Regions from separate parts of the Mus musculus genome. Here regions 1 and 2 are each linked to region 3. The links are chromatin contacts, called in public HiChIP or PLAC-seq maps. All regions are on one chromosome and are shown on one strand. Each heading gives the region's core, a stretch centred on a gene start, on an enhancer-like site or on the middle of the called end of the contact. The rest is flanking DNA. Distances are from core to core; before and after follow the strand shown.

Region 1 (4,253 bases), core at 1,387-3,886, 410 kb after region 3:
CCCAGGACATGTGTTCTGGAGTGCCACCGAATCCTGGGTCAGCTCCTAACTCCATAGCCTAAATCTGCCGGGCCTCAGTTTCCTACTGGAGAAGAAGTGCTAAAGTGTGCAAAGTGCAAAGTGTTTGCACGGAGCTGGGCACACTGCTTGGCTCATACTCCACCTAATCACCCTGTCATTAACTCTACCCGAACAAATCAAAGGCTTTGGCCCCCACCGATGTCTGATTTCTCCATAATGGCCCTAATAAGCTGGACATGAGATTTAATCAGACGAAATAAATCATGATAGAAGGATCCAAATGGCCAAGCGAGCCACAGAGGGGCGATCGGGTCCCCGTATTGATTCTTTCGTTACCTTGTGACCTTGGAGAACAAGATCATTTTTCAAATCCATCTCTGTCTGGTGTCTCCCTCTGCTCTGCAGACTACTCCATCCAACCTTAAGAAACACCCAGCTGCCTATCATTATCAACACAGTCCGATCTTGGGAAGACAAGAAGCTTGGGGAAGATGGCCCCTGTTTCCAACTCAGTCACTGTCGCCCGTTGCATGAATGCAGGAAGAAAACTTGGTAAACTATCAATCTGGAGGGGAGGGCACTCATTACAATGCTATTAATCAAATTAAGTTCCTCCTCGCTCCTGAAACGCATTACACTCCTGAATGTGGCATCTTAACTCTGCATCCTTAATATTCTCTGTAATTACTTAGCAATTACAAGAAATTTATTCAGATTCAAGTGATCACTCTAGTCCAACATGCAGAAGTTGTAAGACTATTATCTCAATCAAGTTCGCTCTAAAACCACTCTCTGCTTGGAGCAGACCTCAGCCACACAGTTGAAGAGAGACCATGAGTCCAGCCCGTGCCCACGCTGGCCCTTGCTCTTTGCCGGCTAAAGCCAAGGTCTATCTCAACATCACTCATCACCTTTGAGGACTCCCATGTACAGTGGCAGCAGAGATGCTGCGTCCCATTACAAAGTGACAGCCACCCAAGGCACACGCTGCTCAGCTTCAGAACACTTCCATCCATTTGTCAACCCCAGGACAGAAAACAAAAGTAACCAAATCACAAAGGGAGGGAGCTGAGCTTAGAACGGTAATCCAGATCCTATGCAGACTTAAAATAACCTTGTGACTGCACTGTCCCCGAGAGTGGCATGGGTGAGGCCTGGGATTCATACTTAAGCAGTGTGCCAACTGTAGAGCTGCATGGCAAGGCACTGTCTGAGGTCAGCACAAGTCTAGTGTCTGCCGCCTGCCCGAGCCTGGGCCCCCGGCCAGCAACCCACCTCCAGAGACTAGTGCCAGGACATACTATAGTGTTTCCATTTAAGGCCTGCCACTTGGATGAGCCCATCTCTGAAGTTTCTTAACACCACCTTTCCAGGAAGAATTTTTTGGGGAAAAGGGAGGTGGTGTCTATTTTTTGCCACCGCCTTCCCTTGGGCTGTCAGAGCAGTCTGCCTCTCAAGAACTGGATCCTTTAAAATCACTGCGTTATGTTTCTATTTGAGGGATTTTTTTCAGAAATTATATATCTATGCAAACAAAAAACATATATATGTGTATGTATATATATATATATGCAATCGCATTAAACATGTATGGGACCAGAGACGTTTCCCATCATCTCACACCAATCGCACAAACCGCAAAGAAGAAAAGCCAATAAAGAGAGCAAATCCAATGCATTACCGTCCGTCTCTCTCCAAACACCAAATTAATGGCAACTTTTTAACCAACACACTTTTCTTCTGCAACAAAAATGGGTGTTTTCTTGCCCAAGTACCTTCCTCCATAGCTCCTCTGCCGTGCAAGGTACGTTCAGATCTCCAGGGGAAGAGGGAGGTAGGGAAGGGTGGGAGACGTAACTGGCACAAACTGGACAGAGCCAAGCCAGTCTCTGAACCAGACAGAAGTCCATGCACGTAGTGAACCCACAGGCCCACAATTCTCCCCAGCGCGCCCAAGGTTCTAGCCTCACTGTTTTGGTTAGTGTCGAAGGAAGGGTTTTAAACTTGGCAAAGTACTATGCAACATCTGTAACCACATCTGCCTTCTGGGGATCGGAAGATGAATCCCACATTCCTGGCTTTGAAGCTTTTTGAAACTGCAGCTAGGAAGGACAGAGGGAGGGAGGGAGTTGAACAGAGTTTATTGGCTGTCTCTCCAGCAGAAAATTCCTCTTGGAAGAGATGGATATTTTGTGGGTGGGGGTGACTGGCCAATCTCTTTAGTCTGCCAAGCTCAGCTTAGAAGGTGAGCCCGGGGCCGTGAGGCCAGATCGATTTATAAGTCCGAGGCGCACACCCTGCAGGAGTTCATCCAACGCACACCCGAACCCCCTACTCCAAGCCTCTGTCCACCCCGGATCCCACCGGCAGCCAAGGCCCTAAGCAAGTCGGTTTCGTTCCGCCGCGGCTTCCCCCCACGTCGAGAGGGCACGCAGCTTGCCGGAGAAAGAATGAAAGCGAGGGGGAGGCACCGAGACGCCCACCCTCCACCTCCGATCCCGGTCTCGCCTCCAGCTAAGCTCCCTCCTCCCTCGGTCCCCAGCTCCGGCGGCGTGGCCGGCGACCTGCTCTCACCTCTGGTCCAGCGGCGGTCGGGTGCTGAACCCGGGGAGGCGGAGAGCTCGAGGCGACCGGGAGCTGCAAGGCGGCGCGGGAGGGCGCGGGGCGGGGCGGGGCGCTGCAGCCGGCGTGGAGCCCGGAACTCCGCGGGCCGCGGGCGGGTGGCCCGGGCGGCGGCGGCGGAGTGCAGCGCGGCGCGGCACGGCGCGGCGCGGGGCGGGAGGCTGGCGGCCACGGGGCCGGGGCGCAGGCTGGCGGCAGGCACCGGGCTGGAGCCGGGGAGACGGCTGTCGCGGGGCGGGAGGCGGAGGGCGGGGAGGAGGGCGGAGGAAACTTGCGGCGGCGCGGGGCTCGGCTGGGGGCGGCGGGGAGCCGGCGGCGGCAAAGTTCCCCCAGCGCTTGGGGGCGGCGGCGGCGGCGGCGGCGACCGGGAGCTGGAGCGGGAGGAGCGGGAGGAGGAGGAGGAGGAAGTGGCTGCGGAGCGCTCGGCCAATGAGTGTCTGGAGCTGTGATTAACCAGGCAGCAACACATCATTTCCTCCCGGCGCGGATCCAGGGAGCCGGGAGGGAGAGGGCCGGCGGCGGGGCGGGGCGCTCCTCGCGCCCCCTGCAGGCGCCCGGCCCCAGGGATTCCGCCCGCCTAGCCATGCTCGCCCGCCGCCCCCGACCCCCGACCCTTCGGGCCGCCCGGGCTGTGGGCTGCTGCGAGCCGGGCTGGCGGGACGCGGGGGAGGCGCGCGGCACGGGGAGCGGCCAGGTAGGCGCGGGCGGGGCCGTCTGGACAGCTCCCGGGGCGCGGGGCGGGCGGACAGCAGGCAGCCGAGCCGGGAACTGCGGGGGCTCCTGCACTCATCTCCAGCCCTGCGTGTCAGGCACAGGGGTGGATACTCAATGCTCCGCCTCAGCCAGGCCATCGTTGCCTTGTCTTCTGATCCCCTTCCACTATGCTCATTTCCTCGCAGGGTCTAGGGTTATGCAAGCGTTTGCCATTTTCGCAGTCGGCTTCCTTGGTAATAAAAATAAGCAAGTCTGGGGGGTGGGGGGGGGGGGGGCTTCTGCAAAAATCCCGCCCTGTCCTAGGCGCCACGGGAGCTTACAGTAGGAAGGAAGGAACATTCTCCGCCGCAGAGAGGCTGACAACTTTGGTCCTTAGAAACACAAAAACACCCCAGTGTGCTAATATTATCTGGAGCATCAAAAAAGGCATGCAAGGATCAAATTTTGCATGGTGCCCGCTTAGTGTTTGGAAGCAGCAAGCCATTTTCTCTGCCCTCTAGAAGCTTATAATGCACAGTCCTATCACAAAGCAAGAGTAAAATCATGACACCAATAAATGGGGAAAACATAAAGTATTTTTTATCCCTACAGGTCCTTTCATGTAGAGGGCATTTATTGGGTCGCTGGCTGCAACACTGCAGAAGGTTGCAAAGGAAGTGGAAGATCGGGCCTTTGCAAAAGCTGCAAACAAGCTAGCTTTACAGGCGTGTGTGTACAAGGAACAGCTAGAAAAGAGCCTTCAGGTGTTGTGTAAGCAAAAAGGCAGAGAAGGTTTTTGGTTCTTTTGTGTTTGGATCGTTCATTAGAGGGTCCTTGTAGTTATGTTTGGTGGCGATCAGGCGAGGAAAGTTCAGGTCAGATCAAGGCAAGATCACCAATCTGTAATCCCTGCTGGC
Region 2 (3,821 bases), core at 26-2,525, 260 kb after region 3:
ATTTCTGTACCTAAGAAGCAGAGGTAGATGCTTTCTTCTCCTTCATGCTCACAGAAAGACATGGAGCTCCATATCTGCAGTCATTTTTTTTTCCAAAGCAAAGAAAGTTCTAAGTTCCTGTGTTTGGGCCCAGGGGATTCAGGATGCTTTATACTATTGTGAAGAAGAGTGAATCTAATGAACGAGTATGAATGAGTATGAATGAGTATGAACGAGTATGAACGAGTATGCCACCATCACCTGGGAGAAGAATTAGTAAACATCAAAGCAATAATTCCATTGGGGAGGAGCTGTGTTGTGGGAAGCACAATTTGAAGTTTCAAAAGTCCATGCCATTTCCTTTACCTATCTACCAATCTACCTAGCAATTTATCTTTCTATCTCTCTCACACAAACACACACACAGAAACACACATACACAAACATGCATGCACACACACACACACGTACATATCTATGCACGCATGCATGCATGCACACATGTATCAAAAGATAAGATGGGAGCAGTAGTGGAAAATCTCTCATATTGACTTATCAACCTCTGGCCTCCACATCAGGCTTAAGATGCAAACTCTCCACTTCTGCCCCCATGCCTTTCCTCTGGTATCTTGGACTCTCACCCTCTGAAGTTGCAAGCCCCACATTCAACTCTTTTTTATACATTGCCTTGGTCATGCTGCTTTATCACAGCAACAGAAAAGTAACTAAGACAACTAGTCATGAGGTTTCTAAATTTGAAAATCAGAATCCTTCACATACATTTGCTTGAATTCCTGGGTTGCATGATGGCAAGGGAAGTTTATCATGTGAAGTCTACTCTCAGACAAGAAGTGATTTAACGTAATCTCAAATGTTTTTGCTTAAAAATTTTTAAGCGGGCTGGGGAGATGGCTCAGTTGTTAAAGTATGTGCTACATAGGCACAAGGACACGCTTTCAACCCCAGTACCCCCATAAAAGCCAGGGGTGGTTATGGATATCTGTAACCCTAGAGCTGGGGTCAAACACAAACTGATCCTCAGAGCTTATCAGCCAACTAGACCAGTGAGCTCTGGGTTCAGTGAGAGACTTTACACCAAAAGATAAGGTGAGAGCGGTAGAGGAATTTACCTTATATCACCTCTGGCCTCCACATGAGCTCGTGCTAGTGCATACAAGTGTGTGTATAGCCTGCACACTATTGCATCCACAAAATCGAATCACATAACTACACTTCCCCACGCCATCTTCAACCTCACCCCCAATTCCCTCAACCACGACGATGTCTTCTGTTTCCTCCAACAGATACCAGAAAGGAAGGGAAGCCATGCCTGACAGAATCATGACAGGCCTCCCCAGAGACTATAAAACTGCCACAGGTTGTGTCATATTTTCCTACTACATGTGAAACTCACTATGTTTTGTTTGTTTACTGAGGTGAAAAATGAAAATGAAAGAGAATTGGTGAACCATGGTATTTGATTGACAGAATTCAACATGTCTTGCAGAAGTTTAATTTTTGTTTCCATTTTATAAAATAAACTGCTTGAGAAATGCCAGCCTTGTAAAAGTAAAATGTGCTTATTTACATAAATTAAGCTTGTGGAGAAATCTATTATCTGGGGTTGTAACATTGCCGTGAGTAGTACTCGGGTTGGAATAAAAAAAAACAGGAAAGATGGAACTTTCATGATAGGATGGGTCTGGGATGCTCTGAGACTTAGGGGTAGTTGATACTGAGCTTTGCAATGCTTTGCTTGGTAACTTTTGTAAAGCTGTTAAGACTAGAGAGAGATGGCCCAGAAGTTAAGACCACTTGGATAATGTTCCAGAGGACCCAGATTTGGTTCCCAGAACCCACAGCTCACAACCATCTGTAACTTCAGTTGCAGGGACTCCAACTCCTTCTTCTGGATCCTGAGGGCACCAGGAATGCATGTGGTCCACATACATACATACATGCATACATGCATACATGCAAACCAAAACTAAGATACACACAAAATAAAAATAAAATAATGTAAATTTAGAGGGAAAAAAAAGACTCATTGCTAATGTTTCTGTACAAAACAGGAAGGACTGAATATCAATGATGCTCCATTCCAAGATGGCTCTATCCAACTGAGCTTTTCCCATTTTGCCCTGGGCGAAGCTTCCAGCAGAGTAATGCTCTAATATAGCCTTGTAGAGGCTACAAAGTAGAACTAGATCTTACATGTACTTTACCCACAGAGAATTGATCCAATACCTTATACCCATTTTGTTTAATTTTTATCATTACCATGGCTTAAATGTGAAATTTTAAATATAAAGTTTGGATTTGAAACTTCTCATGGAAAACATAGAAGAAACCTATAGTCTCAAAACCTATAGTCTCATAAGACATTTCTGCACTGCATGTGAACACAGCCAGATAGGACTGAAGTAGAAACTTCAATTAGTGAGAGCTTCAACCCACTAATCACCAGGTTCTATTTCACCCACTAAAATCATTGCTATACTTATGTGACTCCTCCAGGAGCCAGAGAATGTAACCATACCTTAGTGCAGGACAGTTGCTGCTTTCTCAAACATGCAAAACCATGTGATATCCCAATGATCCAGATTTTTCCTGTTCTTCAAGCTCAGGTAGATATTTGTGTCTTTATGAAACGTATTTCCAGTTTTTAAAATTAGCTTCAGATGCATTTTTAATGCTATGGCTACCAAAGGACATACTCATGGTACACTAGCCTGGGTTCTTTCCCTAGCCAATGAAAGAAGATACATCCACAAGCCAATAGTACATGAGGAGAACTTCCGTGGTCACAGGTGTGGATGGCAGTCATGATGCTCCAGGAGTAAAATTAGTTTGATGATCAACAGCAACACACACACTGTCCATGTGGAGGATCTGAGCTAGGACTAAGAAGGCACTGGAGGTTCATGCGGGACACCCCTCTCCTTTCTATTAGGAGCAATAAACCTTTGGCATTGCTGACCAATGAGAGGAGCATGTGTTCCATTTTGATACTGATTTTCCCAGAAAGGGCACACAACACTGTTCATGCCCTGGTAAGTTTGGGGTCAGGTCTCATCAGACTGACTAGGGCACCACCGTGGTATCTGTGGTTGTTGCATACCTTTCAGTTCTGTGAAGGTCCAGATGGAGTAGAGTGGTTTGGTTTGGTTACATTTAGAGAACATGCATTCTGTTGAGATGCCTGTCGATCTATCAATTCAGCTTTTATACAGCAAAAACAATCAGAGACAATAGTTTATAAGTTGCTATCCTTGTATGCCAGTGAAACTACATTTACGAAATTAGATAGTAAGTCCCACTTGGCCTACAATCTATACTTTGTCTACTCCTGGCCTAACCTTGGTATCAGAACAGCTCTGATTCTGAGAAAAAGACATCTGAAGACTCTGAGCCTCCCTTTCTTCCTCAGGAAAGGAAGAGTGTACAACCATCACCTTAACTAATTTACATGCCAAGGATGAAATTATGAAACTTACTGACCAGTGTGTTGTAAATTGCCAAATGGTATATAACTGTTTAATGATTAACACCAAAAGTGGGAGTTCCAGCTAAAAATACTGGCCTCCTGCCAAGCCATCATCATCGTTTCTCTTCCTTCTAGTCCTGCATTCAAATATCTTCCTACTCAGTTCCTACTCTGGAACCCTCCTTGACATATGTGCACATACCTGTATGTGAACATGCAGCACGGCACGGCACGGCACGGCACGGCACGGCACGGCACGGCACGGCACGGCACGGCACAGCACAGCACAGCACAGCACACACAGCACAGCACAGCACAGCACAGCACAGCACAGCACAGCACACACAGCACAGCA
Region 3 (3,839 bases), core at 30-2,529:
AGAACACAATATGCACAATGTAGTAAGCCACAAAGCTGTGTTTTAAGTCAGTTCTAAACATCTTGTGCATGACTGTTTATATAAATTCAAATACACACCTTGGACCTTATAGAAAAGTATATGATCAAAATACATAAAGTGGTATATAGTTCATTCTTATGTATTACAAATGGAAGACCAAAGATTCAGAACAAATTCACTAGACACATACTTTTCCAGTTGAGTTTTCATCTCTAAAGACATTTCATAAAAATTTTCGAACAGCCTTTATTGAGTGCTGAGTGCCCTGTACATTTCCTTACTTAAAGGGCAGAGGGTTCAAGGAAGTTGTTTCTGCTGTTACCTAATCAAGTGAATGGAGTTTAGTTTGATAGCTTCCTTTTCAGAAAGACATAATGTGAGGGGGGCAGCTACCAACTTGCTCTGTATGCCACAGCTACCAAGCAGCCCATTCACCTCCCCGAAATAGTCCTACTTCCCAATAGCCCAAGGTTCTATCATTGCTCCAGGACTGAAGAATTCACTTGGCTGACAGAGGTAGTGTTCAAGGAGAAGTCTTCTCTCGATTGTGAACTGACGGGGCCTGGAGGTAAGCCCAGAGGGAGACAATGAACAGACACACAAACGGAGGAGTGTTGATCGTGTGGGTTGTGTACCTGTAAACGACCTTCATGTTCATTGTTCTCAACAACTTTCATTTTACCTGAGCACATCTTTAAATGAAGATAAATATTTGAGTCTTACTTTAAAAAAAAAAAAAAGTGACTGTTTTTCTATCCTTCAACTGTGATACTATCTCTGGTAGACATGTCACCTCCCCCCTCACATGTACTCTCAGTCATTAACTCCTAAGTTAATTGGGTAGTAGACAGAGGTTCTCCTCAGGGAAAAGAACTCTCCTTTGAATAAGAACCGAAATGACTCCTAAGCGCGGGGAATAAGGCTGGTAGTCAAAGTTAACAGAGACACGCAGGAGCAGGTACCACTTTCAGCAGAGGTCAGGCAAACGTGAACACTCTAGACAGCGCAGCAACCTTACCTGCTTTCGTCCCCGGGGCAAAGTAGCTACAGTGTCTGCCAGCACTTGAATCCTTCGGTTGTCTTCCATCGTGAGCTGGCCCGTGAGGACGGAGTAGGAGCCGTAGGCAGAGTCAGCACAGTACTCCAAATTGCCATTGCTGCCCTGCCGCTGCAGAAACCTTTGCAGAGACATTGTGGGCAAAGATTAATCCCGCCAACACATGGTTCCCTGGCCTTGCAGGAGGGAGGAAGCGAAATGCACAGCCCTCTGACACGCAGTCGAAAAAGTAGCAAAGCCAACAGAACCCATGTGACTGCTGTGGTTTGAGACACTGTTGCACAAAGCCTATAGAGGAGGTCACTCCTACTCTCCAGTGCTCCTGAGAGAACCTTGCGTTCCTTTTCTACAATTAAAAAAAAAAAAAAAGAAAAAGAAAAAAATCAGTGTACTTTTCCTCCCTCAAACAGCCGGAACATAGAGTTTGATACTCTATGGCTACGGGTACTCAAAACAGAATTTTCCAGAGAAAGAAAAGAAAAGAAAACAACTTTGTTCAAGTTCGCTCATTTGCTTCCTACCCGTTTGCTCATTTAATATTAGCACCCCCGTGCACTTAACAGACTGTGCCCTCACTCACTCTTTTGGCTGTAAATGTCACAGGTGCTGGCCAGGTTGTTCTCTGGTAAAGTCCTTGTGGTGTTCCTCCCTCTACCTCATTAAAGTTCATCAAAAATGCATTCTGTCCCTAGAGCTGTAGCCGTTTGACATTCACCTAATTGCCTTTATGCCGCTTTATTCTTACCGCAATTACCCATCAGCTTTATAAGAACATAACGGGGAGGGGAAGGAAAGGCAGCGTATTTAGTGCAGAACATTGTTCGTATCTGGGGCTACTCATACCTACAACTTTAGGGGGGAAGAAAGCAGTGGGAAAGAAGGGGGTAGTCAAGCTGAGATAACACAGGATGGTTCCTGTGGCAGTGTGCCATCACGGTGGGGGGAGGGACTTGAAAACAGTTGCTTTTTTTATTTTTTAAATTTTGTATTTTTCAAGTAGTTGAAGATAACGGGTTTCACCCAGAAGCAGGAAAGTACGTAAAAGGCAGAATCAAAGCAAAAATAAAAAGGAGAAGTTTTAAATAGCACAGAAGTCAAACACGCACGTAAAAGTCGTTTGGAAGGTCACTACTAGAGTTTACAAGAGTTAGAAAAGCTCCGAGCTAGAATGGAATGCGTGCACTAGAACTCGAAGTGGGTTCAACCCAAGCAGAACTGGCCAAGTGTGAGTCATAAAGTCGTCAGAATTAATGAAAAGAGGAAGCCGGATCGGAGAACGGTAACGCTCTAACACAGCATGACTCCTTACTGTTGGAACTGAATAAGAATAGAAAGAAGACGATGTCCCTTAAAACATATAAAATCTAAGTTGGAGATTACAAGCACACATCCTTCTAGGGGGCAGATATGTGTAATTCAAAAGAAAGTGCTGGTAACTTTGGTAGCTTAACAATTTTTTTTTTCCTCTAGGAATTTTACAGTCAGGTAAATGTGTTAATACTTGCAAACATTGAATCAAGCCAAGTTCTATAGATGAAAACAGTAACTGTACAAATTCAGTGTTATGAGGTATTAGTCTGTAGATTGCAGACATTAATGATTGACTGGAAGCATGTTTCACTATATGCCATAAAATGCACCTAACATGCTGACTCTTTCAATAACTACATTTACATTTATATTCCACTAGTATTAAAAAAAAACAAAGGCACATCTGCTCCCTGCCCATACACATCAGTCAGGCCACACCCATGAATGTATTTACGAACTGGCCAACCATGATGGTTCGGGTCTCTCTTCTGATTCTTGAGGCCTGCATCGTGCCACTTACTACACACTTTGAATAATATCCCGATCAGTAGTGTCATCTGTGATAAAATGACTCATCTTCAATGACAACGAAGCTTTCAGACACCAAATTGTTGACTTACAGCAGTGTGTGACTGTGTAGGTTTTTAGAAGTTGTGGGCTTTTTTCCCCCTCTAGGATTTACCTTCCATCCCCTCTCAGCCTCTTCATTACTGTGAGAAGGGGATACAGTAGACAATCTGCTCAATCTGTCTACCATGCAGGTCTGAGGTGTCCTTCAGTGTCCATAGGACAGAAAGGACAGATTTGACGTTCCTTCTGCATTCTACTTTCTAAAGAGGCCCGTCAGACTTCTTCAGATCATCTCTTTAAGATCTAAATACCACATGTGGGTCATAGTCAGATACACTCACGACAGTTTCTACATTAATGTACCACATCCTCTCAGTTAGGAGAGACCAGGAGGCAACTTTTAACTTCAAGTTTACATTTTGTCTTAAATGTATAAACTGGAAAAGAAATGTCTCTCTGTGAGAACTAAAGGTTAGTTAAAAAGAAAGGAGTTATATGTTAAAAACTAATTGAATTGTAATTTCCTGAACCATCATGGAAGTAAATCCAACCTAATGAAAAGGAAGAAAATGAAAGAAAGAAAGAGAGAGAGAGAGAGAGAGAGAGAGAGAGAGAGAGAGAGAGAAAGGAAGGAAGGAAGAAAGAAAAAAGAGAAAAGGGAAGGATGGATAGGAGAGAGAGAGAGAGAGAGAGAGAGAGAGAGAGAGAGAGAGTCATATCGTATTCCAGAGGGGTTATCTTGTTCCTCCTTCAAGGGTAATCTGAGTGTGGGAACAGAATTCTTTAAAAGCCTGTGCCACGTTTTCCAAAAATTTACTTTCCATTGTTTGGGGCAAGTATTCTTCTTATATGAATGAAGCATTTTGTTTATTTATAGAAA

What was found. HiChIP or PLAC-seq counts read pairs in DNA pulled down with a chosen protein or histone mark.
Region 1: an H3K4me3 HiChIP or PLAC-seq map of the 230-238 cell line shows a contact between it and region 3, with 17 read pairs. The contact joins the promoter of Acvr1 here to the promoter of Cytip in region 3. A contact is called at or near these places in 2 of 39 promoter capture datasets (the 3T3-L1 cell line and pre-B cells), 1 of 484 Hi-C or Micro-C datasets (Sertoli cells), 6 of 115 datasets of contacts at active chromatin or transcription factors (the 230-238 cell line, DN3 thymocytes, bone marrow-derived dendritic cells and 2 more) and 1 of 9 other capture datasets (macrophages).
Region 2: a contact with region 3 is called in an H3K4me3 HiChIP or PLAC-seq map of pro-B cells, with 3 times the contacts expected there. The contact joins the enhancer-like site here to the promoter of Cytip in region 3. A contact is called at or near these places in 1 of 39 promoter capture datasets (pre-B cells), 1 of 15 datasets of contacts at CTCF or cohesin (large pre-B cells), 3 of 115 datasets of contacts at active chromatin or transcription factors (the 230-238 cell line, large pre-B cells and pro-B cells) and 3 of 9 other capture datasets (adipose tissue, embryonic stem cells and pancreatic islet).

Annotation. Positions count from the first base shown.
Region 1 is chr2:58,564,192-58,568,444 of GRCm38.p6, forward strand. Acvr1 (activin A receptor, type 1) reads right to left here and starts at 2,637. Exons shown (of 12, transcript NM_007394.3): 1 at 2,596-2,637. It also overlaps a transcript of Upp2 not described here.
Region 2 is chr2:58,422,201-58,426,021 of GRCm38.p6, forward strand. All of the region lies in intron 1 of LOC108168760 (a long non-coding RNA gene), which reads right to left. Among named protein-coding and RNA genes, the nearest start is that of Acvr1c, 66 kb to the left of the region's middle. Within about 2 kb of position 1,276, at least 15 of the 459 cell types and tissues checked have an H3K27ac peak or open chromatin away from gene starts, as enhancers often do. A contact at or near this core is called in the 230-238 cell line and pro-B cells, where this site is marked.
Region 3 is chr2:58,158,843-58,162,681 of GRCm38.p6, forward strand. It overlaps Cytip (cytohesin 1 interacting protein), which reads right to left and starts at 1,280. Exons shown (of 8, transcript NM_139200.4): 1 at 1,040-1,280. The coding sequence starts at 1,213.